Linked DNA regions of Sus scrofa: all the other regions are linked to region 5. The links are chromatin contacts, called in public Hi-C, HiChIP or PLAC-seq and promoter capture Hi-C maps. All regions are on one chromosome and are shown on one strand. Each heading gives the region's core, a stretch centred on a gene start, on an enhancer-like site or on the middle of the called end of the contact. The rest is flanking DNA. Distances are from core to core; before and after follow the strand shown.

Region 1 (4,573 bases), core at 657-3,156, 130 kb before region 5:
CTGAAGAATCATTTTTGATTTTCCCAAATCATATTCTTTCATGATACATGTTATGGAAGGGGCAAAAGGAAGGCTTAACATGTATCTAAACTCGAGTGACAGTTGTTCCTCCCTGCTACATCAAAAGCACTCTTGTGCACATCTTAAATATTATGCAGTTCTAAAATCCTGGCCTGATTTGCCCTCTCCTCACATCTAGCTTCTTTCCATAAAATTCCTCCAGGGAAAGAACCTTGACTTGTCAGGTTTTGTAACCCACTTCCCTTCCCCCACCTCTGCCCAGCACAGAGCCTAGTACATGGTAGATGTTCACTGAATGACTGTTGAATGAATGAAAGAAAGTAACTTTAGCTTTGATATGACAATACATATTGGTTAACATATATGGGGCAATCATTTCAAGAAGATAAAAGAAGTGAGACACATCAAACATTTTCCACTCAGAGAACTTTTCGTGATTTAAAGTGTCCAATTACCATTTCTAGTAAAATGCTTTTCGTATTGCAGTTGGTAATTTTGCCACTTAAGGATGAAAGATGTGAAGTGGCATTGCCGCCTTTTGAAAGAAGGCCCTCATGGGAATAGCTATCTTATATTTTGGGGGTGAGGAGTGGGGACTTAGGAGTCCCAGGACCAATACAACTGAAATTAAACTTCAATTTTTCCAACTTATTTAAAAGCTATTATGAAAAAGGGTATTGCAGATTTCTCTATAAACCAGCTGAGCAATTTCTCATCCAAAGCAATATAAGATAAAATGCAGAATTTATCTTCAAAGGCAGAATACAAAAACACAAGCTCAAATTCCAGCTGACCTTGATGAGTTAAGGGAACGCTGCAAATCAGTTGCTGACATTTAGTTACTTCCATATACCCTCACCTCCCCCCCCCCAGCAAAGTTACATCATATTGAAATAAAGCAGCTTTGGAGAAAAACTCAATTGCCATGGAAATATTTATCTTGAACCCAGTTTGTACCCACTGATGTTTCCCTGGCAGTGCAGTTGAATAAAATTCAGTCTATGGCTAATATAAAAGCTTCCTAAAAATATAAATAAATGCTACTAATTGAAAATATTTCTTTAAGTTAAAATAATGAAATATATGCCTAGAAAGGCAAAGTACTCTTTCCAGAACTTAATTTCTGGAATCTAGCTGTTTTTATAAAGCAGTTTTAATTAACATGGACATTTAAAAAAAATTGCAGAGTACATAAATTATGTTTTTAAAAATAAAACCACCTAATCACCACCCCACATACTCACAAAGTTCCAAGGAGAGCAAAACACATATATGCTCACTGCAGAACATTTTTAACATGAGAGCATTTTGGTATTTCCTTACCTCGAGTGCAGAAGATTGCAGTGGGACCAGCCGATTTATTTGCTTGCAGCTTGGTGATCATAAAACGGAAGGGGCGTCTCGCTTGCTCATTTTTTGTTTTTTTCCAAACCCAGTAGCGTGCAAGGACTTGGCGTCACTCGCTGGATGGATAACCTGGATGAAACGCTGACCGCAAAGAGAGAGCCTGAAGCAGGGGGCCGTCCCGGGCGGCCACCCCTCCCTTTCGGTGACGCTCCACTTCCTGTTAGACTATAAGGCTGTTCCCAAGAAGCTCGGTTTTGTAGTTTCCAGCCCACCTCCAAAAGCCGGTCGTCCTTTATCCCCATTTCTCCCCCAAGACAACACCTTGTACTCATTCAGGTGATGGACCACCTGACCTTACCCAAGCAATTTCCCGGAAAGACGCCCGAAGACGAGTTCCAACGACCGTGGGTGCCCAGGACAGGCCCGTCGGGCTAGCCTCCCCGAGCTCCGCACGTCCCTGCGTCCCACCAAAGAGCCTGTTTTTCCTGCACTTCCTCGCGATGGGCAGTGGGGTTCTGACGAGCGTTAGAGCCGCGACTGCGGCCTCCGGGATGACCTGGAAGTGAAGGGGACGTGTAGGAACTCGAGTTTTGGGTTATCTGCGGATTGAGAATTGTCGTGGAAGCAATGCCTTAACCAAACCTGCATTCCAACCCAGTCTCGTCGGCGCTCCTTTTAAAGGGTTCTCTTAAATACATTTAAAATTCTTTCGGAAGACCTTTATTGATTGCCTCCAGCGTGGCAGTACGGAGAGGTCAGGCGCTGTTTTCGGGGGGCGGGGCGGGGTGGATTGTTAGGATGTGGGTGTCCAGGGTTCACCCAGCAAAACCATCATTTGCGCTTCCTGTGGAGTGAAGGCGAGAGAACGTGCGGCCTAGGTTCTTAAGCACTGCTGCCCAGGGCATCAGGTCTTAATGATAACAGGGGTAAGGGCGAAAGGGCTGGCGCTGGACGCCAGCGCATCCGGGAACATCGGCGGTAGGCGGTCAGGGTGGACGAGTGCGGGCTCTCAACTTCCCACCCAGCCCAGGCCGTGAGAGGGCCAGCTCAGGACTTTCCTCCTCAGTCCAGGTGGCGGGACTCCACCCCAGGTCGGCCCTTTGGAACACCGAGTCGTTGCAACCACCTTTAACTCGCAGAAAAACCCGCGCAGCCCCGCCCCCTGTCGTAAGCCCCGCCCCACCGCGCAAGTCCCGCCCTCGGCCCCGCCTTCCCCCTTTCCCGTCCCAGGACGCGTTGCGCGGCCCGGGCCGGAAGTCGGCGGGTTCCCGGGTGTGTGTGTCTGAGTCTGTGTCTGAGTCTGTGTCTGGAAGCGGCGCGCGGCCCGGGACAAGCTCCGGGGCTTCCCATCTGAGGCGTCACCACTGTCACTACCATCACCCACGGAGCCGCTACTAGTGGGGTGTAGACCCGGCCCTTCGCCGGGCAGAGAAGATGTTGCCCCTGTCCATCAAGGACGATGAATACAAACCACCCAAGTTCAATCTGTTCGGCAAGATCTCGGGCTGGTTTAGGTGCGGGGTGCTGTGTTTGCGGGATGGGGATGTCTGGCAGAAGGGGAGAAGGCCCAAACCTAAGGATGGCTCGAGGTCCAGGGAGGGAGCGTCGGGGACACCCTCGTTTTGAAAGTGTGGACTGGGAGGGTCTTGAAAGGAGAACCCAGCCTCCGGGTCCCGGCCCGCTTTGACTTTCCCGGCTCTTCCCCACTTGTGTCATGCCTAGGTCCATCCTGTCGGACAAGACGTCTCGGAACCTGTTTTTCTTCCTGTGCCTGAACCTCTCTTTCGCTTTTGTCGAACTACTCTACGGCATCTGGAGCAACTGGTAACCAAAGGGAAAAAGGGTTGGGGCGGAAGCAGAGGGTGGGGGAGACGAAACACTGTTTGCTTAGTGCCACGTAGCTGCTCACCGGGAGGTTCAGGTCTTGCCTTTGCCACCACCTCTGCTGCAGAGTTGCTTTCTCATATCCACACTGGTCTGGCATGCTTACGTTTCTTAAAATTCTGGGCCATCACATGCAGCAGTTAAAATTTAGGTCCCCGCTCCCTCCTTCCACCACCACCCCCTAGTCCGATAAACGCGAGTGCCAAGACCCTTCTTCAGTTTGACACATGGAGACAGTCTTTTGTCTTTACACGCGTTAGCTTTGCCCCACTTTCTTGGAACTGGGAGAAACACGTTTCCTGCCTCTCTGTGGGGGAGTGGCATTTAGATTCTCCCTTAAAAGTCCGGGAGGGAATATCACATGTTCTACTTAATATGTTATTAGATCTTGGAATGAGGAAGAGGTTTTTAAAAGGGATATCTTTATATCCCTTTTGATGCTCTTTTTTTTCTTGGCATTAGGCTGAAACTGTCTCATGATTTTCCTCCGGTCTTGACTGCGGTAGAAAATCCCGTGTAGTTTTCTGAAAGCTTTACATCTTTTGAGTTGATGGTTTTTGGTGTCACATTTGGTTGTTTTGGTTTTGTTTTTTAACTGCTTTGCGAAGAGGTATATCCAATATAACTGTACTGTTATCCGGGTGTTTGCTGTTGAATAATGTAAGATCTTGTAAAATTGGCTAACAATAAGATCATCTCACTTGGAGGTATACTGATGCATCTTTAAATATCATACACATTTGAGAATCTTATAAAGCCAACACTTCAAAATTTTATCTGGGGGTTCCTGTTCTGGCTCAGCGGAAACAAATCCAACCAGGAACCATGAGGTTGAGGTTGAGGGTTCGATCCCTGGCCTCGCTCAGGGGGTTAAGGATCCGTCGTTACCGTGAGCTGTGGTGTAGGTCTCAGAGGCTGCTCAGATCTGGCGTTGCTGTGGCTCTGGTGCTTAGGCCACGCTACAGCTTATTTCGACCCCTAGCCTGGGAACCTCCATATGCCGTGGGTGCGGCCCTAAAAAGAAAAAAAATTATATAAAACTTAAGTTTTTTCTTGGGTTCCTTGAAGTAGATCTTGGACCCCAAATTAAGAACTATGCCATCTGGAGTTCCCATCGTGAGGCATTGAAAACGAATCTGAAACGAATCCATGAGGATGCCGTTTCAATCCCTGGCCTAGCTCAGTGCGTCGGGGATCCCTGGTTGCTGTGAGCTGTGGTGTAGGCCGGCAGCTGTAGCTCCAATTCGACCCCTAGCCTGGGAACCTCCATATGCCAACAGAGCGGCCCTAAAAAGCAAAAAAACCCCAAACAAACCAGAAA
Region 2 (4,343 bases), core at 42-2,541, 200 kb after region 5:
TTGCTAAGTCATCATCTGCAAAGTATTTGAGCTCTAAATACTGAATCAATATTGCATCTTGTCCTTGTCACCAGTATTCACAAGAAAAGGACTGACTTCCACCAACACAATTCTTTGACATGGTTGAGGTTTATCGTGGTGGTTGGGAGAAATGGTTAAGAATCTGCAGCCCATCTATGGTCAAAGCCCACACTAATCAAGTTGCTTAATATGTCTGGGATGCAGTTTCCTCGTTTGTAAAATCAGAATATGCACAGTACCAACTTGTAGGGACATGGTAAGGATTAAATATGTGAATATGTGTAACACTTGCGTAGTCAGGAAACAAATGGTTTTACAAAGACTTCCATTGTCAAGACATTGTATCACAGAGAACCCCCTAACTGTATACTGAAGGCATTTGACATGGCATTTGCAGTATTTAATTTTTGGAACCAGGAGTTCCCCTTGTGGCTCAGTGGGTTATGTAACTGACTAGTATTCATGAAGACTCAGTGGGTTTGATCCCTGGCCTTGCTCAGTGGGTTAACTATCTGAAGTTGCTGTGAGCTTCGGTGTAGGTTGCAGTTGAAACCTGGGTCCTGAGTTTCTGTGACAGCTATAGCTCCAATTCGACCCCTAGCCTGGGAACTTCCATATGCCATGGGTGCAGCCCTGAAATGCAAAATGAATAAATATGTAAATTCGTACACACATACATTTTGGAACCTAGCTCAGCCAATCACTAGCTGTGGATTTAAACTGTCTGAATTTTCCTTCATCCACAAAATGGCCAACAATGCTTGCTTCACAGAGTAGTCGTGTTGAATTCCATAGTTTATCACATGTCTGATACAGTCTGGGTTGTGCAATTTACTTTAGTTCCTTTCCCTTTAAATTAATGGATGGGGTGAAGGGTGCCAGCTTCATCCAGCATGTTGTGCTGAGTAGACAGGATATCTTCCCTTTGAAGTGAAATACGGCCTCAGACCCAGAGTTGCTTCTAGAGTCTAGAGGACCGTTATTTTAATTTCTACACGGTCGGCACAGACTGTTGTCAAATTTGCGGTGGGTGTGTGCTGGCTGCAAGACCGTTGATGATGTCTTTTGGGACAAGTGTGTACTAACTGTCATTTGATTTTTTTTTTTTTTCCCCTTTGCAAAGTCATAAGATCCCAGAAGCCAGTTGTTTATTCTTTCAGCCTCCTTCTGAGTCATTCAGGTACAGGGTGTGTCTGTTCTGTGTCAATTGAAACTACCCGACGGAGTTTTGCGCTCACATCTGCCGGCATGGGAAGCCGGTGAGACCGCAGACTGGATGGGAACTGGACGGAAACGGTCCTTGCAGCAGGAGGGCAGGGCAGAGGTGCCTGCGCTTATCACCCAGGCAGAGAGGACAAGGCCGCCCCTCAGTCTTCTGTTCTGAAGTCGCATCCAAGAGAAAGAAGGGAGTGAGCTAGTGTGGGCACTGAGGTTTGGGGCCCTCCCAGGTAGAAGGGGAGAGAAGGGCACCTGCCCCCCCCCCTCCCCGGGCTGGGTGGCAGCAGGCCTAGGCTGGTCTAGGCCTGGCAGCATCTTTCCCTTCGGAAACCCCTGAGCTGCCCAGGCTGTTGAAATCTCTCGGCCCGCAGCAGCTGCCCACCTCCTCAAAGGCCTCCCCACTGGCCAGAATCTGGGACACAGGGCCTGATTTTGCGCCCAGCTGAGTGAGGGGAACCCCCACCTCACACCTCGCCCAGCGCTGGCCCATTTCCCTCTGCGCCCCGCGAAAGCCACTTTCTGCCCCTCAGACCGCAAGTTTCCAGGCAGTAGCGACATAGGGGTGAGGGGTGGAGGTGGGCAGAAGTGCAGGAACCCGTCCGGGCCGTTGTCCCTTCTAGGCTGCTTGCGTCCCCCTACCTCTCCTCCCCAGAGCGCGGCCGGGACGCGGCGGGGACGCGGCGCCACTTTCCTCTGTCTGCACCCGAAGCGGTCCCGGGGACGCCTTGCCACAATCTCGCGACTCGGGTCCCCCCAGGGCTGCGGGGGGCGGTGGGGTGGGGGGAGGAGCGTCGAGGGGCACCACAGACGCCTCTGTTCCCTAAGACTTTTCTGCTGAAAAGTTTCCAAAGGCTCTTCACCTCTTCTCTTTTCTAAGGCTCAGAGAACGGTCCCCACCGCCTGGGAGTGGCGGCGAGCTGGGCGAGGACCGTGATTTATACATTAGAGTCCAGGGGGCACGAGGCTCCGCCCCCCTTTTTTCCTCTTTTAGCTGCTTGTGGGGGAGGAGGGGTTCTTTTTGACTGTGCGTGTCTGTGTTTCTGCTCTAGATCTTTCCTGGACAGTAGTCTCAGCGGCAGAGATCCGGAGGCCACCCGTCGCGGGCGGAGGACGTGGGGGGGGGAGGGCTTGAGGCACTCACCGCCTCCCGGTCCCTTCCTAAAGAAGCCACTCGGCCTCTGCGGGGCGCTCGGCGACTTCAGCTGGCCGCGCTGGCCATTGGAGTGTGCGGCTGAGGAGGGAGTAAGTTGAGAGCGCAGCGCAGTCAGTCCCGGGCAGCAGCTGCAAGATGCCGAGCGCGCAGTCCAGACCCGAAGCTCCGCGAACGCAGCTTCGTCCCGCCTGAGCCAGGTAGGGAGTGCGCGCGGGGCCGGCGCCGACCCGGGCGCACCGGGAAGCATCGCGGCCGGACGTCTCCCGAGGCTGAAACAAATTTTTAAACCGGAACGAAGTAAAACAAACACTTTTAAAACATTCGTCTTTGGATGCTGAAAACAGGCATCTCTGGAATACTAAGGAAGGAACCCAACTCCGATCGGATTGTTTTTGGAGCACTTGTGCCTCTAAAAGTTTGGAAAAGGGTCAAGTCCCCGTGGCGGAGCCGTCTGGGGTTAGGGGAGAGCGGAAGCTGCGGTGGGCTGGAGGAGAGGGAGGAAAGGCTCGTATTTTGGGAAATCCTATAGACAAAGAATATGGCAGGAGGGGTAAGGGCATAAACTTGCCCTGAGAATGAGCAGGGTGTGGAATTAGGTGTGGGAAACGCCGGGCTTCTGGGCTCCAGCAGCCTCTGCTGTCCAGGAATTGCTGCGACTGCTCTCACCTCGATTACTCCACGTTTATCGCATTTGCTACTTTACCTGGAAGCATTTAAACAACGTGCGGGCAGACTTCTAATCAGTGTCGTGCTTCATTCCCTCCGCACTTTCTAGTTCTATGAGAGGAGGCAACGTGTTGAGGGGAGGGCTGTAAATAAAATTGCCCGCGCTAGCTTAGCAATGCACCGCCAGGCGTCTGTTTGTGTGAGTTTCTGGAGAGTAATTTTGCACTAGGAATTTGGAATGTAGTGGCATGTATTGTTATCATTGGTAGTTTAACTTCTCTTTCTCTGTGTGTGTTTTGGCTAAACCCACAGTAACTAAAAATACTCCTTTTGCAATCAATGAATCTACGAAACTTCTGGGATTTATTGCAATATCTTGTGAATTATTTGCACCTTTATATTTTCTTGCACTGGCTTGCAAGAAAAAAAAAAAAAAAGAAAGAAAAAAAAAGTGGAAAGAAAGGCAGTTGCTTCACGGAGGCGCTAAGCTTTCCTGTTTATCGCAAAGGCCAGGGCGGGCTTGGCTGCCCACACCATGCTGCGCCTTCGGACCCTAAGCACACCTGCTCGTAGAGAGTTATTAATAGAGACCAAAAAGTGCTTACGCTCTCAAAGGATTTTCGTGCAAGTCTACTTTCTTGCATGGCAATTAGAAGCTGGTTTTAGCTGGGTGGTGGTGGAGGGCAGAGGTGTGCGTCTCCGCCCTCACACTGGTGGTTGGGTCTCTTGGAAGGGGCGACTAGAAGCTGGTGGTGAGTCTGCTGCTGAACAAGTGAATGCTTCAGAGAATCTTTCAGCTGGAAACCTGGTGGGAGTGGGAGCAGCGTGGGGCCGTAGGATTGAGGGGGTAGGAGGGGAGTTAAACGGAGCTCGCTTCTCCAGTTTTCCCATTTCCATTTGAGTGAATGTGAGCAGAGGAAGAGTTGTTATTCTTTGCAGTCGGAGTTTTGAGTATGGGTAAAAATTTTTTTCTCCCTCTCGTATCTTCTTCTTTTTTTTCAAGGAATGAGAATTGGACTTTTTTTTTTTTTTTTTGAATCCCTCTCCCTGTGCTCTCCCCAAGTTTCCTTATAACAAATCAACAACAAGAAAACTGGAGAAATGCCTCCACTAGAATGAATTACACCAGTGTGCTGTAGCTTTTTCCCTGACTCCTCTTTGTGATTTGTTTAAGGCTGCAGTTTCCGAGGCCCTCTCCAGCCAAGGAAAAGCTACACACAAAGCCTGGATCGTTCTCCCCGAGCCACCCCCGGCTGCAAGGGAAGGCTCACCCCGCCCCGCCCTC
Region 3 (3,956 bases), core at 955-3,454, 170 kb after region 5:
AGCCAACACAATTTATTCTTCTATAATTCCATATGTCAGAAGTCCAACATTGGGTCTTATGGGGCAAAAATCGAGTGTTAGCAGGATTGGTTTTTCCTGAAAGCCCTAGGGGAGAATTTTCCTGCTTTTTCCTGCTTCCAAATGCTGTCTGCACTCCTCCTGCCCTTTCCTCACAGCTCTCCAACCTCTTGCTTCCACCTGCAAATATCCCTGTAATGAATCTGATCCCTCTGCCACTTCCTGTAAGGGCCCATTAGGCCCACTCAAGTAATCCACGTTCATCTCTCTGTCTCAAGATCCTTATGTTTTTATTTATTTATTTTATTATTTATTTATTGTCTTTTTAGGGCCGCACCCACAGCATGTGGAGGTTCCAAGGCTAGGGGTCGAATGGGAGCTGCAGCTGCCGGCCTCACCACAGCCATGGCATCACCAGATCCGAGCTGCATCTGTGACCTACACTACAGCTCATGGCAATGCTGGATCTTTAACCCACGGAGCGAGGCCAGGGATCAAACCTGCGTCCTCGTGGATACTAGTTGGGCTCCTTGCTACAGAGCCACAATGGGAATTTCTGTACATTAAATTTTTAGAATTAGGTATTATAACAAACAATATAATTTGTATTTGTTTTAAAATCACCCAATATATCTAATGGCCATTGTCTCTTTTGACTCTCTCAGTGGATAAGGCTTATCAAGAGGCAAAACCCAAATTCCTGCTTCAGAATCTCTGGGGACCTTATCCTTCCTTCACCTGTGCCCTGGCATCTGGGCTGTTGTTCTATGTTTTATTCAACCCATGTGGGCTCCAGTTCCATATCACAGAAACCATTTAAACATTCTTTACCTGGCATATGGAAGTTCCAGGGGTTGAATCTGAGCTGTCGTAGCTTGCGGCTACAGCAACGCCGGGTCCTTTAACCCAGTGCACCGGGGCCAGGGATCAAACCCACACTTGTACGGGGACCCAAGCTGCTGCAGTCGGGTTCTTAATCCACTGCACCACAGCAGGAACTCCCTCCTTATCTTTCGAACGAATTTCTTTTATGTTTATTTAGTCATAGTTTCTGTTGTTTCACAAAAAAACTTTCATTTAATATGGGATTCCTTTCTTTTACCATAATGATTTTTTTTAAAATGGTTGACTGTAGTCTAGGGGTCTCCTCATTATTATGTATCAGCAGTTGAATATAAAAAAATAGATATCAGTAAGAGGAAGAGAATTTACTCATCCAAGCTCTTAACCCCAGGTACCGTTAGAACCTGTACAATAGTAAATGGTTGCTTAACGACACCTGCGAGAGACACATTGCCTTTTCATCTTCCAGGAAGGATTTATGTTTTGTTTAGGTATTGAGTTTATTTTTTAATTGATATTATCACATACAGACTTGACTATTAAATATCAGGATAGTTAATCCACCGGAATGCTTTAAGCTTTCACCCTAAGATAAATGGAAATGTATTAAACAGTTGTTGTATTTGCCATAAGTTGATTTTCCTATTTCAAAGAGCCTGAGTAGTACAGCAAACTTTGAAAAAACACATTCAAGGGACCATGACCACAGTGTTTGTGTTTAGTTCCCTCCATGGGTCATATTTTACCCACGGCACTTACTGAATGCCTGCCATGTGCAAGCCCCTGGATGAGGTGCTGGGTACAAAGATGAATACGGCTCCTGGCTCCTCACACAATGTCTGGCAGTGGCAGGAGAGCCTCGCGGGATGCTTGTTGAATTAATGAAATAATCCCCGCCTCTAAGGAACTCTACCCTGTGGGAAAGAGGGGCACCCAGTTGTGACGTGTCATGCTGTGTCAGTGCCCCAAAGGGCATTTGAGCGAGACTGGGTGTGCAGAGGAACCGCTGGCATGTTTCAGATGCCTTCAGGAGTCCTTATCGTGGTGTGGAGGTCACACCATCCTGTCCAACAACACCTCCTGGCTCTCAGAATTGTTATTTGGGCCTCTCTTTCCAGGCCCTCCCAGTTGAGCTCGTGACACTGTGTTTGAACTCCTATTAATAGGCCGAGGCAACTCCCCAGCAGACTGCCTCTGAACATCAAACAGCCAGAATCCCCAACAATGACTTCTTGGCGCAAAGCCAATCCTCAAGCATCAAAGCCATATATTCCTTGCAAATCAGCTCCACGTGATGATAAATAATGGCATCGGGATTCCAAACCAATCATCCCCTGGTGAAAGGCATATTCCTCAAGGGCACTCTGGCTTTATTTAAAAAACAGTAATATCGCTGGTCCTAGCTCTGAACTGTCAACAACGGATACAACAAGCTAGTGAGAGCTATAACCAGAAAAGGGTATAAAACTTGTGTCCCCCTCGTTGCACCCACCTAGAAAAGTTCAAGAAGAAGTGCGTTTAGGCACGTTTTTAAAAGCTTCTGGCTTGAGCCCCCACCAGGAAAATGCTGGAACCCCATTTTGGAACTGTATGATGGAGTAGATGCGTGGGATTTAAAAATCAGATCTCAGCACTGGTGTTAGATGGTGACCTTACGCAAATCATTCTCTAAGCCTCCAGATCGGGAAAATGAGAGGTCTTAGGACTCACTTTAAGGTTCTTTTATGGAGGCAGTAGTGTATCAAGAGCCCAATAAATGGTAGCTCTTCATGTTACTTAGAATTCCTATGCCAAGCATTACCCATGGCATTTATAAGCAGGATTTTTGTCCTCATGTCAAGTCTATGAGGTAGGTGTTTTATCCCCAGTAGTGGATGAGTAAATGGAGACTCAGAGGAATTACCCAACACCCCAGGTAGTGAGAGAGCCCGGATTCAGACTCAGGCTGACTGACTGCTGTGGCCAGGCTCTTACCCACGCTGTGATCTAAACCATTAACTAACTGGAAAAAGCACTAGCTTTGAAGGGTCTGGACACTGGTATTTAAGTCAGATCAGGGATTATGAGTTGTGTAAATTTAATGAGGCACTTAATCTCTCGGAGCCTGTTCTGTTTTGAGTTAACGTATGTGGCTGGTTATTCTCCGGTTTTCCCCCAGCCATATGCACCCTCCTCCCCTGCCTTCTCTGTACCCCGAGGATTTGCTTTCTCCTCCTAACTGCATTGCCAAGACCCTCTTGCCATCTGGCTTCGGGTTCAGTAGATCAGAAAACGGGAAGAAAGAAGGAGCAAGATAATTCTGCCTTCTCTCATTGCTTCCCTGTGACATCTTTGGCATCAGCTGGGTGACCTCGTTTCCTCGACCCTTAACTTCTCGTGAGGCTCTGGTAACACTGTCCCCATCTTTTAGCCCTTAGGTTCTAGGGGCAGTAATGGTTTTCTGCTCTTGCTAATCTCTGGCTGTCTCAGCTTCCCCTTGTTTGCGCTACAACCTCTGTAAGTAGTCGCTTCATTAAACTCTTCTTATTGAATCTACTGAGTAAATTCTGTTTTTTTTTTTTTTTTTTTTTTTTTTTTTTGCTCAGAAGCTGATGGGTATAATATTTGCAAAAAGGCTTGAAAATGACCTATAAGAGCACTATCTATAAAAATTCATCAAGTAGTGTTACTTATTATTTGGCCATATTTTCACCATTGACACTGTATTCTGAAGTTTGTAAAATTTTCCTGATTTATTTAAACATTCTAGGAACCCAGAAATTTAAAAATCGGAAGCCAGTGATCAGAGTTATGTTGAAAAAGGCACACCAGGATCTGGATTGCTTCCTCCCTGTAAGTTAGAAATGGCGACAGCCCTGAGGAGTCATCAGAATGGAAGGGCTGGAAATGATACTTAAGCTGTCCGTGCTCAAGGAAGGGGTGCCTAAAAGTAGAAGACATAGATATAACTTTGTACAGATGCAAATATGTGTGTGTGACTACACACACACACACACACACACATAAATACATACATACATGTATATACGTATATGGCCTTTTTTAGTGAAGGGACTATGGCAGTGACTCACTTTATTTCTGCCCTAAGTATGTCG
Region 4 (4,290 bases), core at 1,380-3,879, 150 kb after region 5:
AACATATCCCGTTACAATTTTTTTAAGTTCAGAGTATAATTCGAGGCATCTCATTAAGATTGAAGATAAGCTCTTGGAGTCCTTGCGTGCAAGGTCTTGTAATCACAAACCTCAGCAAATACCAGTTCTGTAAAGTGCATGAGATTTTCGAGAAATGGAAAGAACCGTTAAGAATAATAAAAAAGAAAAAGTTAAATTACTGTGACATGTAAAGAAATGAGGCATTTCCAGAAAAGCAGTTTGTTCTTTTCGCTATTACTTTTCATTCTTCAAAACTGACTAATGAATAGCATTTTCAGTGAATTATAAACTTGTAAAACTTTCTGGATAGCATTGTTTATTTCACTGTGGCCTTTGTATCCTGAGTTCAACTCTTGCTGTTAACCTTTTCGTGGTTGCCAGTGGTTTCAGTTTCTTTTGCCTGGCACCCAGAAAAGTACCTCACTTTCTCTAAATTTATCATCTTTCCTACTATGTTATTGACCCATCATGATATATTGTGTTCTCTTAATCTTTACACTCAGAATTAAATAAAGAACTCACATTTGGAATATACTCTACCAAGATGGGTATTGGTTATATTTACATTAAAAAGAAAATATTTGATCTCTAGCTTATTAAATTCTATGTTTTCTGAGCATATCTAAACCCCTTCATCATGTGTATCCTTCTGAAGTGATCTGGTGTTTTTCTTCTAATTCAAACCAATTTAACAAACATTTATTGAGTGTCTGCATGTGCCAGATATAAAAGATGAAGAAGACCTGCCTTTAAGAAACTCAGGATCTAGGAGTTCCCGTTGTGGCACAGTGGAAACAAATCTGACTAGTATCCATGAGGACGTGGGTTCAATTCTTGGCCTCACTCAGTGGATTAAGGATCTGGCCTTGCTGTGAGCTGTGGTGTAGGCCTGGATCCTGTGTTTCTACAGCTGTGGTGTAGGCCAGCAGCTGCAGCTCTGACTTGACCCCTAGCCTGGGAACTTCCACGGGCCTCAGGTACGGTCCTAAAAAAATAAAAATAAAAAAAAAAAGGAAGGAAACTCACAATCTAATAAGGAGATGTAACAGGGGGCGGTTCAGAATAAAAATCCAGGTATGGAAATGGCTTAGGGTAAAAGTGGTAAAAGCAGGAGCAACCTGGAAGAAGCAGGGGAAAGCTTTGTCCAGGAAGTGTTTCTTGAACTGATGAGTCAATTCGGATAGAAATCTCCTAAGGTATGAAGAGGCATTTCAGACAAAGGCAAAAGTATCTCCCTCTCCCTCCCTGCCTCCCCTGTCTCTCTCTCTCTCTCTCTCTCTCTCTCTCACACACACACACACACACACACACACACACACACACACACACACACACACACGCACACACTGAGTTATAAATTCCTAGGTTGTGTGACAGGACAGGAACAGCCTTATTTAAAACCTTGGAAGACCCTAAGTAATGAGAAGGTATCCATCTTCTATACATAAAACAAAATAAAAACCAATTCTAAACTGCAGGCTAAGTGTAGGGAAATCTAACAAAGATCTAATTTTCAAAAAATTACTATTTGGGTGCATTTTTAATAGCAAATATAAAAAATCTATTCCTAATTTTTTTCTCATTTTTAAAGTATATTTTCAACTTACAGCTAAAAGCTAAATAATAATAAGAGCAAGTACAGCTAACTTTTACTGATGCCACACTGTATTTCAGGGGCTTTGATAAAATCTCTACATAGATTATTTCATTGAACCCTCCCAACAGCCTTACGGGGAATATACTATTATGCTAGTATTGTCATTATTATCGATTATAATTATTATCATTATCATAATTATTATTGAGGCTTAGAGAGTTTACTTAACTTATCCAGGGTCACATGGCTAGGATGGGATCCAACTAGGACTAAAGGACTGAGCAGTTTGGCTATAGAGCTGGAATGAAGTTTTCGCCTTGACATCATAAGGCAGCAAGTCTTAGCATGTGTCAAAACAGATGTGTTGGTAAGAGCCTTTGATCTTTGCAATGGTCTTTAAACCTTGGATCATCCATTTATTCAGTCAATATTTATTGAGCAACTACTATGTGCCAACACTGTGGTAGGCATTGAGGCTCAGAGGTGAATACTATGGAAGTTGTCTCTGCCCTCCAGGAGATACCACTGTATAGAAGAAAACAGAAATTAGAGACTAATCACAAATAAGTATAATAAGGATTATGACAAGGATGGTACGAAAAAAAATGTGACCTGATATAGAAGCCGATCACGTTCGGGAATTTGGGAATCCCTCTCTGAAGAAGTGAGAATTAATTACACTGACGTCTGAGGGATGAGCAGAAATTACCTAGGTGAACTGGAAGGGAAGAGGGTTTCACACAAGGTAAATACTATGTTTCGGTGAACATGCAAATGCCCTACCCAGATGCCCTTTAAGGGTGGACTTGATTCCGCAGGCTCTAACAAGAGCTGGCCACGTCTTCAGGTATTGCCTCAGCTGCAGAGAGCCTCCTTGCCCAAGGTCACATCCTCCCTACACACACCTGCCAGCTCTGTTGGGTCATTTTGGTTTCATAGCACCCCACATGACTGGCTGAGGCTGTCAGGCTTGCGTCATGGCTGGATGTCGCCTCCTTCCCAATCCTGCTTCCGCCCCCTCCCTTCCACTGGTGTTGATCTCAAGAACACTCCCTAATAAACATCCTGAACACTAAACCCTGCCTGAGCCTGCTTCCTGGAGAACCCAAAGTGCATTACAGCATGAAAAGCTTTGACGAATAAGGCATTCAGAACGGCTGTAGTTGGGGTGAGGGACAGAGAGATGTGCTGAGGCTAAAAAAGTGGACAGGGGTCAAATCCTGAGCTCCTGGTAAAACACACTAAGGGCTTTTCCTACCGGCAGTGGCTAGTAGGAAAGCCATCGTAAGATATTTAAGCAGGAATGACATGATCAAATTTATAGTTTTGAAATATGCAATGGACGGCAGGGGTGCTTTGACTACCAAGTTCCTATCTTTCAAAATCCTTTTCCCTTCTTGCAGATATTGATGGTAAAATAAAGATAGCAAGCTGCCTTTCCTGTCCTTGTATCATCTCTTTCCATCCCCATTTCCCGTGTCAATAAAAGCTACTAAATCTGCCCCATGGTTTATGCAGTTACAATCCTCTGAGACATGATCTAATGTTAGCTTCTTGAGAGACCACAGGGAATCGTATTCTGTGAGGACTTGGATGGTTGTTGGTTCTGTGATGATGAACGCAGACTGTTCAGTGTTGCTGGACAAATGTGTAGCAGTAAGTCACTGGAGACGGGACCTCCAGATACAGCATTGAAGACGGACCTGTCCTCCTGGCAACTGTACGTCTAGGTTCTGCTTTCTTATTTTGAATTTTCACCTTAATCCCCAGATGGGTGTGATATACAGGCGTTACATTGCCACAGTTCATTGTAGAAAGGAGTGACTGCCAGTTAAGATTGGAGTTTGTGGGAGTTCCCATCGTGGTGCAATGGTTAACGAATCCGACTAGGAACCATGAGGTTTCGGGTTCGGTCCCTGCCCTTGCTCAGTGGGTTAACGATCCGGCGTTGCCGTGAGCCGTGGCGCGTAGGTTGCAGATGCGCTCGGATCCCGCGTTGCTGCGGCTCTGGCATAGGCTGGTGGCTACAGCTCCAATTAGACCCCTAGCCTGGGAACCTCCATATGCCCCTCCATATGCTGAGGGAGCAGCCCAAGAAATAGCAAAAAGACAAAAAAAAAAAAAAAAAAAAAAAAGATTGGAGTTTGTTTTTTTTAAAAAAACCATATTCAGATATAACTGATGTACAATAACCTGCACAGAATTTAGACTATACAGTTTTGATAAGTTTTAGCCTATGCATATATCGATGAAACCATCATCACAATCAAGGTAACAAATTTTCTAGCACCCCAATACTTTCTTTGGGTCCCTCATAATCCCTCCCTCTCTCCCTTCCCTGCTCTCTCCCCAAATGATCCCCTTTCAGTCACTATAGATGACGTTACTTTGTCTAGAATTGTATACAAATGTAGTCAAATGGCATGTAGGCTTTTCATTTACTTTTATTTATATTTTATTTTTATTTTTTTGCAGCAACGCTGATCCCGCTGCCCCACAAGGGAGCTTCCTTGTCTGGCTTCTTTACTCATCATAATTATTTGGAGAATAGATGTGAAACATTCAATTAAGTCAGAGTTTATATGATTTTATATGTGATCAAACTTGCTACACATAAAAAACCTCACATGTAATTATGTGATACCACATGCTTTGTGTATATCAACAGTGAA
Region 5 (4,075 bases), core at 1,500-3,999:
AGGAAAAGAGAAGAAATTTGGGAAAAACCCATCTAAATGGTGTTAGACTTGAACAGAGGGAAAACCTCATCTTACAAGTCATTTTCTAAGACTGGAGGGAAGACAGACTCAGATTTAGGGTAAGGGTAAATATGAAGTTAATGAAGGTCAGAGCTGATGGCCTGGTTTTTCTCAATGCAAAGTTCTTTACTGTCCTCTCCTGTCCCTCCAATCACAATCCTAAGCAGTTTTGAATAATAGAGAACATAACAGTTTTGAATGATAGAGAACACAGCAGTTTTGAATAATAGAGAACATACAAATAATACCACCTTTTTGGCAATTTGAAAATAATAACTTTCAATATAAGAACAAATGAATTCTAAATTTTTTTAGCAACATCCATCTGTGCCGTCTATATAAAAAGTTATTTTGTGTAATTAGTGATAAAAGTATATATTCATTACAGAAAACAGAATTTTCCCATCGTTTTCCACTCTGTAATAATGATCCAAAGTTATTAAGACCAGACTGTATGAGCGCCTCTCAACAATTTTTAACATTAATTTGTCTAAAAAAAAGTTAGAAATTAAAGGCAAAAAGGAAGTAGCTGAATATAAAGGGGTTCTGAGAGTTCACGGAGTTACATAAGGCATGTCTGTACTTGTTTATACCTTAACACCCAGGACTGAACCACTTTACCTGAATGCTAACTTCTCTGTGGGTGTTCTGTGAGGTCTTATTTTGTGAAGCTATTATCTATCCCTAAGAGTACAGAGACACAGATGGGTCACAAGTGGTGGCTCTCAACTGAGGACTGCTTTGGTTCATACTCTGGCTGTATCACTCACTATCTGTATAACCTGGGGTAAGTTTCTCTGTGCCTATAGGAATGTGAACAATACTTACAGAAAAATAAACCTGTTCTACACGTGAAGGATTTAAAACAGTACATAGGAAGTGTTCAAAAAACATTAGCACTTATTATTGTGGAGGAACAGAATTCTAGCACTTTTTTTTTTTTTTTTTGCTTTTTAGCGCCGCACCTGAGGCATATGCAAGTTTTCAGGCTAAGGGTAGAATTCACAGCCTTGTGCTAAGGCCAGCCACAGCCACTGCAATGCGGCATCCAAACTGCATCTGTGACCTACACCACAGCTCACAGCAAAGCGGGATCCCCAACCCACTGAGTGAGGCCAGGGATTGAACCTGCATCCTCATGGATTCTAGTCAGGTTGGTTAACTTCTGAGCCACGAAGGGAACTCCAGAATTCTAGCACTTTAACAAAGTACACATAATCTACTTGTAGGTGAGGTTGGGCCCAGCCCTAGATCCTGACCCTTTAGGTAATAATTCTACAAGTATGTTTTTGGGGAAAAAAATACTTTAAAAAGTCTTAACCAAAATTAACATTTAGTTAGCACTTCAATTTGCAAAGCACTTTCAAATACATCACCTTAAGAAATGATATAATATTAATAGCCTTCCAACTAGCTATTATCTCCATTTGACAAATGAAGAAACTGAGATATAGTGATGTTTGGAAATATATCTATTAACGAACCATGTTTCTGAACACTTTTGTGCCAGACACTATGCTAAAATCCTGTAAGAAATTTGACAATGAACCTGAACTTGACCCTTCCTCCAAAATTTACTGAGCCCTTAACCAGAACCAGGTAAATGTTTGATACACTAGCAAATTCCCTGGTTACTAAGATCCAGGCTCACTCAATACACCCAAGTGTATGGGTATAAGCCTTAACTGGGAGATGTCTATTTAAAGGTAAGTTCTCTCAGGATAGGATACAGACAGAAAGGAGATTACCGTTCTCTATGGAAATACTTCAAAGGGATAAGCTTTCAGCTCGATTCCTGAATACATAACCAACTCATTAAGGCTGAATAAGCACCTCATTAGCATTCAACTCAGAAAGGATTTCTTGGCTATCTCATGAAATAGCGGATTCTGATAACCATCCCCAGGAGTGTAAAGCAATTCTCCTTTCCTATTTAATGGAAAAAGCCACACAATTAGACTTGTAGAGTAAAAAAAGGTCCCTTTCCTTTTCCAAATCACTTGGTTGGTGTATGACTCCCAATTTTGTAATACCCAGATTCGTAACGAGTACGGGATGTGTTTTAATCGGTTTAAACCAACAGACGTGAAAAAGTCGGTACGGCGTAGCATACTAAAACTCAGCTGTTAGATATCGTTCTTCCTAGAAGGCTGGAAAGCCTTGGGCACCTACCAGCACTTCCTTCCCTACAGTCAGGATTGAGGTATAGGCTTCCAGATACACTCGACTGCAGCGTCTTACAACTTCCAGGCCCTTGACTGTGATGTCCTTGGCATCTCCCAGGCCCAAACCGATCATGTAAAGCATTTCCAAGTCCAGGGGGAGGGCGACTGCAGGACGAAATGAACAAGAAAATCAAGTGCCAGCTACACCGACGATACCAAAAATCTAGAGGTGAACACCAAGACGAAAACCCAAACAGCTCGGGGAGGGACCGCCTATCACAGGAGGGAGGTTTAAGAACCTAATCTCACGCCTTTTAAATAAGGATTGGAGTGTTTTTAAACAACCCTAACCGCCTTCTCTCTTGTTACACAAACCTAGGGACAGATGGTTACCGTTGGGAGAATCGTAGCTGGGGCCCTGTCTTCCCAACTCCCTAATAGCCGCTGCTCCCCAGAAGCAGTGCCCAGGCAGAGGATGTGCGCTGAGCAGGGATCCACGCCGTCGCCCTCACCTACGGTGCCGTAAAGCGCCGGCGCTTCGCGGCACTTTACGACTAGCTGGGAGGGTGGCTCCCACAGGCTCTGGGCGGGGAGACTCGCCGCGCCTAGGAATGACCCGTACGTAGGCTGCTGGGGTGAGAAGGCGTAAGGTCAGCCGGACGGGGGGAGTCTGATCAGTGACCTCAGCATGGCCTTTGGGAAGGGACGAGGCCGGCCCACTATCCCCCTAGCTTAAACATGCCCAGCCTGGGACCGGTAAGTGCAGAAGCTCTTTACCCTTGAAGAGCCGCCCGCGAGGTTGGGCCGAGGAGCCCACACGCCTTCCGCGTCTCCTCCAGACGCAGGAGGGGGGGCGGGAGGAAGGAATTTCCCTAATTTTCTCCGGGATTGCCCAAGTGCACACATTCCCATCCTCGCCTTTTCATTCGACTGTATTTTAACCAGCTGCCTCCCTGGTGAGGTGACAGCCTGGAAGACCTGGTGATGAGTGTCGGTTCTGATTTCCCAGCGGGGCAGTGATTCCTTGGGTTTGTCCCCAGGCCCTCATTCTGGAGTGCCCCAAGTGGCGTGACTGGAATCTGCCTCAGTCATCCTCACTGTCAGTGCCGGGAAGCCCAGACCCTCCTGTGCCCAGAGAAGTGACCTTTAAGAATGCTAAGGGATTTCAAATGTAGACCTAGTGCTTCCACGGGGAATTCTTAAAGTGGTTGGTTAGAAGTAGTTCCAATATCGAAATTATTTGTTTTGACTGAATATGCTTTTCCTGAGGTCACTAGTGACCTCATCCAAGATAGCGTTGATTACTCAGTGTTCCTTGTGTTTCTCCGACAATGGCTTGTGTCTTGTTTGCTCAACTCTGCTTCCTTTGGCCTTGGCTTTATCTCTTCTTCCCGAATTCCGTCCAGTCTTTGACTTTATTGTTCTATAAACTCTTTTTTTCTTTCTTTTTTTTTTTTTTTCTTTTTAGGGCCGCACCCTCGACATATGGAGGTTCCCGGGCTAGGGGTTGAACCCGAGCTACAGCTGCCAGCCTACATCACAGCCACAGCAGTGCCAGATCGGAACCTCATCTGCGACCTACACCACAGCTCATGGCAATGCAGGATCCTTAACCCACTGAGCGAGGCCAGGGATCAAACCTGCGACCTCATGGTTCCTAGTCGTATTTGTTTCTGCTGGGCCAGGAGGGGAACTCCTGTTCCGTACACTCTTAATGATCCGTTCTATCCAATATCATTATATTGACCCATTCCTCACACAATGTACATAATTAAACTCAAAATGTCTCATAGATGTAAGTGGAAAACATAAAACTTCCAGAAGAAAACAGGGGAAAATATTGGTGACCT
Region 6 (3,941 bases), core at 1,089-3,588, 240 kb after region 5:
GGAAACGCTAAGCCCTAGTACCTGAGCATGTGGCTGTATTTGGAGATAGGACCTTTCAAGAGGCGATTGATTTAACATGAGGTCATTAGAGTGCATCCTGATCCAATCCAATTAGTGTTTTTTTTCCTTTGTCTACTGCACCCATGGCATATGGAGGTTCCCAGGCTTAGGGGTCCAATTGGAGCTACAGCTGCTGGCCTATAGCACAGCCACAGCAATGCAGGATCCGAGCCGCCTCTGTGACCTGCACCAGAGCTCATGCGAATGCTGAGCGAGACCAGGGATCAAACCCGCGTCCTCATGGATACTAGTCAGACTGGTTTCCGCTGAGCCATGCACGATGGGAACTGCAGACTGGTGTTCTTAGAAGAAGAGGAAATTTGGACCCAGGAAGAGACACCAGGCAGGGGGCTGCAGGCGGAGGGGACAGCCTGTGAGGACACCAGGAAAAGGTGGCCACCTGCAAGCCAAGGAGAAATGATTCAGAAGAAACCCACATCAGCTGTCACCTTGATCTGGGACTGCCAGCCTCCAGAACTGTGGGAAAATAGAGTTCTGCTGTTTAAGCCACTCCGAGTGTATTTTGTTACGGCCTTCTAGCAAGTTCGTACCGGATATACTCTTTCGGGACATCCTTAAACATTTCAGATGTACTTATTTTGAGCCAGAAATTATCTCTATTAATTAGGCAGCTTTCATAATATCTCCTAATAATATCAGAAATGGCTTACACTTCACCGTGGACTGGGCACTGGTGTAATTGCCTTTCTTCATTTCATCCTCGTAAAAGCCCTCCAAAGAAATGGGTGAGGGAGGAATGAGAGAAACGGATGATTAGCTCTGGGCAAACCCCGTGGTTAAGGATCACTGAGGGTAAAGCCCTTTGGGTGACCACTACAGTGCGTGGGTGACAATATGATGAGAAATGGGATCATTGCGTGGTCTCCCCGCAAATATTTTCTAATTCAAAGGGAAAAATAGTAAGTTTGCGGTGGAGAAACCTGCCGCCCCTACGTCACTTTATCCAAGCGATCAAGGTTGAACCTCCCCAGAATAAGACAGAGTAAACACCACGTATTTCCACAGATGATGCGCTGAGAAGGGCACGGCATCACCTCCTTGCCCTAAACTGCACCACCTCCCTCTACTCGTGCGAAAACATGAGGGCCATTTTGGGAATAGCTGGCCTGGACTTTCCAGAAGCATCACAGATTGGAGGAGAGGAAGAAGACGTGATACCCAAATGCAATAAGCAATCCCAGACTGGATTCTGGGCCCAAAAAGGGAAATCAGCGGGGAAACTGATGAAAATCGAACAAGGTTGTCGATGTAGTTGATGGCATTGTCCCAATGTCAGTGTCCCGGCTTTGATGACTGAATGGCACTTATGGAAGTGGCTAATAGTGGGGGAAGCTAGGTGAAGAGTTTAGAGCATGTCTCCCCAATTTTTGCAACTTTTCTAAAGTTATTTCAGAGTAAAATATTAATAAAAACAAATCCTGTAAGGGAGGTGCTGTCATTGTCTTACTGCTAGTATCCTACTATTGACCCAGCTTGTCAAGACTGAGGCCATGATGTGTACCCAGGCTGTCTGAGTCCAGGGCTTACGCTGAACGCTTCGATATGTCCCCTTAGTACCTGCAGGAGACAGTGACATTTTAGCTTGGTTTGTATTGTATTGCATTGTATTTTGCTTTTTTGTTTTTTAGGGGCACACCTGTGGCAATATGGAAGTTCCCAGGCGAGGGGTTGAATTGGAGCTATAGCTGCTGACCTAGTCCACAGCCACAGCAACCCTGGATCCGAGCCCACCTCTGCAACCTAAAACCACAGCTCACAGCAATACCTTATCCCTGACCCACCGAGCGAGGCCAGGGATCGATCCTGAATCCTCATGGATACCAGTCGGATTTGCTTCCATTGCGCCACAATGGGAAATCCAGCTTAGTTCTGATTTTTCATATGCTTTCATCAATAAATTATATTTCTTTAAAGGTCATCTATAAAAGACTTTCCTAAGCCATACTATTTCTCTCTCTTGCTTTATTTATTTATTTATTTGTGTGCTGTGTCTGTGGCATGTGGAAATTCCTGGGCCAGGGATTGAACCTGCACCTCAGCAGAGGTCCAAGCCACTGCAGTGACAATGCCAGAGCCTTATCCCGCCGCACCACAGAAGAACTCCCATCCTGTCTCTTGTCAGTCCCCATAGAAGGTGTTGGCATAGTTTTTGAGTGGGAACAAATGAAACGCTGGGTGGGGCGCTGTTACACACACCCAGAACAGTGAGACATCTCTTTACTTCCCGCAGAGAACTTTACAAAGAGCTGAGGCATATGAAAAACAGCTAGTGGGACGGAGCAGAAAAAGAGCACAGACCAGGAAGTATACAGGCTCTGCGAGCCACAGATTGGGGGAAATGAACTTCACCCTGGTGACATTGAATCTGGGCCTTCAAGAATGAGAAGGGGAGTTCCTTCTGTGGCTCAGTGGGTTAAGAATCTGACATAATGTCCTAGCCTGGCTCTGTGGGTTAAGGATCCAGCGTTGCCACAAGCTGCAGTATAGGTAGAAGACGGGGCTTGAATCTGGAGTGGCTGTGGTTGGCAGGCCAGCAGCTGTGGCTCCAATTCGACCCCTAGCCTGGGAACTGCATATGCTGCAGGCACAGCTGTAAAAAGAAAAAAAGAAAAACTAAGAAGGATCGCAAGAAAAAGACAGGCCCTGGAGGAGAGCCTTGGGGGAGGAGTGACTCGAGAAAAGATCTCTGGAGGTGGGAAAGCCTGAGATAATTGGGTGGATCAGTTAGTTTGGAATTGTGGCGTCATTGTGCATTTAAGAAAGACACTGCAGCAGGAATCCCAATCTCCAATACAGTCAGGAGTCACGCAACTGTAGGGAAGAGCCTAAAATAAGACCTTAAAGAGTGGTGGGTGTTCTGGCAAACTGGCAAAGGCCTGCCCCACCTAAAGGCATTTTGGATTACAACAAAACAACAAAGCCAAACACTGCCCTAGGCAAACACAGTGCTGCTGACCAGGTTCTGCCCAAGGGCTGCTGGTTTGAGCCTGCTTTTTGAGATAAACTAAAGCGTTCTTGGCTGTTATAATAGAGGACATAAATTATCAAGCGATAAAGGGATTATTACTTTTACTAATAACACTTTCTGAGTCTCAAGGCTTTGGGGGTAGCCAGGTGGGTCAATTGTGGGGTATTGATTCACCGTTCACTTTCTAAGAGTGCCAGGCCTGCTGCTTAGTGTTGTTAGGACACTATTGCCACCTAGTGGTCGTTGAGGTTGTGCCGATCGCCTCTCCATCCCCGCCCCCTCCCGCCAAAAGAGTAAGGCTGCTTTCTGCATATGGTGCTTTCATTTTCCAAATGTTTGTCTTGTGACTCATGCCAAAAAATATCCAAATAAACTACATAATCCTTTATAGTGTGAGGCTGTTAATAGAGTAAAATTTCACTAGTGGTGAGGGTTGCTATTGCCATGTAATCAATAGCGTGGCAGCGAGGCTTGTGCTTACTTGTTTGGTGTCTGGTCAATAAGTTTTCTCTGCCACTTGCATGCTTGTATTAATGGTATCTCTCAGGCATAGTTGTAGAAGTTCAATAACTGTCTGATCTGCTGTGTGGAAGGGATAATGTTTAAGGACATACGGTAAAAACATTGAAGAAAGAATCAGGAGGTTTAGCTTCATTCATTAGCTGTGTGACTTTGAGCCAGTCACTTGCCCTCTCTGGGCATCAATTCTAGCTAAAAAATGCAGGGTTGAAAACGTTCAGCAGGTCTCTAATCCGATCCTATTGCAGAGGGCATCCCCAAGGAATGTCATGGGATTAAAAGTCTTGTTAGGACTTCATCTGGGAGTGAGGGGTTTAGGGTGAGGGGAAGCGGGGGCAAGGTGAGATGCCCCCTGCTCCAAGCAGAACAAGCT

The links. Promoter capture Hi-C pulls out the DNA fragments that hold promoters and counts their contacts. Hi-C and Micro-C count contacts between places; a contact is called where the count stands out from the background. HiChIP or PLAC-seq counts read pairs in DNA pulled down with a chosen protein or histone mark.
Region 1: an H3K27ac HiChIP or PLAC-seq map of alveolar macrophages shows a contact between it and region 5. The contact joins the promoter of EXTL2 here to the promoter of DPH5 in region 5. A contact is called at or near these places in 1 of 47 Hi-C or Micro-C datasets (liver) and 1 of 2 datasets of contacts at active chromatin or transcription factors (alveolar macrophages).
Region 2: an H3K27ac HiChIP or PLAC-seq map of skeletal muscle shows a contact between it and region 5. The contact joins the promoter of S1PR1 here to the promoter of DPH5 in region 5. A contact is called at or near these places in 2 of 5 promoter capture datasets (fetal skeletal muscle and liver), 15 of 47 Hi-C or Micro-C datasets (brain, embryonic fibroblasts, fetal liver and 10 more) and 2 of 2 datasets of contacts at active chromatin or transcription factors (alveolar macrophages and skeletal muscle).
Region 3: a Hi-C map of heart right ventricle shows a contact between it and region 5, with 3 times the contacts expected there. The contact joins the enhancer-like site here to the promoter of DPH5 in region 5. A contact is called at or near these places in 1 of 5 promoter capture datasets (liver), 2 of 47 Hi-C or Micro-C datasets (heart right ventricle and liver) and 1 of 2 datasets of contacts at active chromatin or transcription factors (alveolar macrophages).
Region 4: a Hi-C map of liver shows a contact between it and region 5, with 4 times the contacts expected there. The contact joins the enhancer-like site here to the promoter of DPH5 in region 5. A contact is called at or near these places in 1 of 5 promoter capture datasets (liver), 1 of 47 Hi-C or Micro-C datasets (liver) and 2 of 2 datasets of contacts at active chromatin or transcription factors (alveolar macrophages and skeletal muscle).
Region 6: a contact with region 5 is called in a promoter capture Hi-C map of liver, with 9 times the contacts expected there. The contact joins the enhancer-like site here to the promoter of DPH5 in region 5. A contact is called at or near these places in 2 of 5 promoter capture datasets (fetal skeletal muscle and liver), 7 of 47 Hi-C or Micro-C datasets (alveolar macrophages, embryonic fibroblasts, liver and 2 more) and 2 of 2 datasets of contacts at active chromatin or transcription factors (alveolar macrophages and skeletal muscle).

What each region holds. Positions count from the first base shown.
Region 1 is chr4:117,394,544-117,399,116 of Sscrofa11.1, reverse strand. EXTL2 (exostosin like glycosyltransferase 2) reads right to left here and starts at 1,906. Exons shown (of 5, transcript NM_001243549.1): 1 at 1,345-1,906. It overlaps SLC30A7 (solute carrier family 30 member 7), which reads left to right and starts at 2,734. Exons shown (of 11, transcript NM_001136211.1): 1 at 2,734-2,882; 2 at 3,091-3,192. The coding sequence starts at 2,803.
Region 2 is chr4:117,066,672-117,071,014 of Sscrofa11.1, reverse strand. It overlaps S1PR1 (sphingosine 1-phosphate receptor 1), which reads left to right and starts at 1,291. Exons shown (of 2, transcript XM_021090128.1): 1 at 1,291-2,589; 2 at 4,233-4,343. It overlaps LOC110260372 (a long non-coding RNA gene), which reads right to left and starts at 1,966. Exons shown (of 2, transcript XR_002343565.1): 1 at 1,879-1,966; 2 at 500-1,401.
Region 3 is chr4:117,093,514-117,097,469 of Sscrofa11.1, reverse strand. No RefSeq gene overlaps it. Among named protein-coding and RNA genes, the nearest start is that of S1PR1, 26 kb to the right of the region's middle. Within about 2 kb of position 2,204, at least 10 of the 83 cell types and tissues checked have an H3K27ac peak or open chromatin away from gene starts, as enhancers often do.
Region 4 is chr4:117,113,825-117,118,114 of Sscrofa11.1, reverse strand. LOC106508363 (a long non-coding RNA gene) reads left to right here. Exons shown (of 7, transcript XR_002343569.1): 5 at 4,094-4,290. Among named protein-coding and RNA genes, the nearest start is that of S1PR1, 46 kb to the right of the region's middle. Within about 2 kb of position 2,629, at least 11 of the 83 cell types and tissues checked have an H3K27ac peak or open chromatin away from gene starts, as enhancers often do. A contact at or near this core is called in liver, where this site is marked.
Region 5 is chr4:117,267,704-117,271,778 of Sscrofa11.1, reverse strand. DPH5 (diphthamide biosynthesis 5) reads right to left here and starts at 2,749. Exons shown (of 8, transcript NM_001243679.1): 1 at 2,619-2,749; 2 at 2,233-2,390. The coding sequence starts at 2,367. It overlaps LOC106508363 (a long non-coding RNA gene), which reads left to right and starts at 2,795. Exons shown (of 7, transcript XR_002343569.1): 1 at 2,795-2,981.
Region 6 is chr4:117,026,083-117,030,023 of Sscrofa11.1, reverse strand. No RefSeq gene overlaps it. Among named protein-coding and RNA genes, the nearest start is that of S1PR1, 42 kb to the left of the region's middle. Within about 2 kb of position 2,338, at least 25 of the 83 cell types and tissues checked have an H3K27ac peak or open chromatin away from gene starts, as enhancers often do. A contact at or near this core is called in alveolar macrophages, liver, retroperitoneal adipose tissue and 1 more, where this site is marked.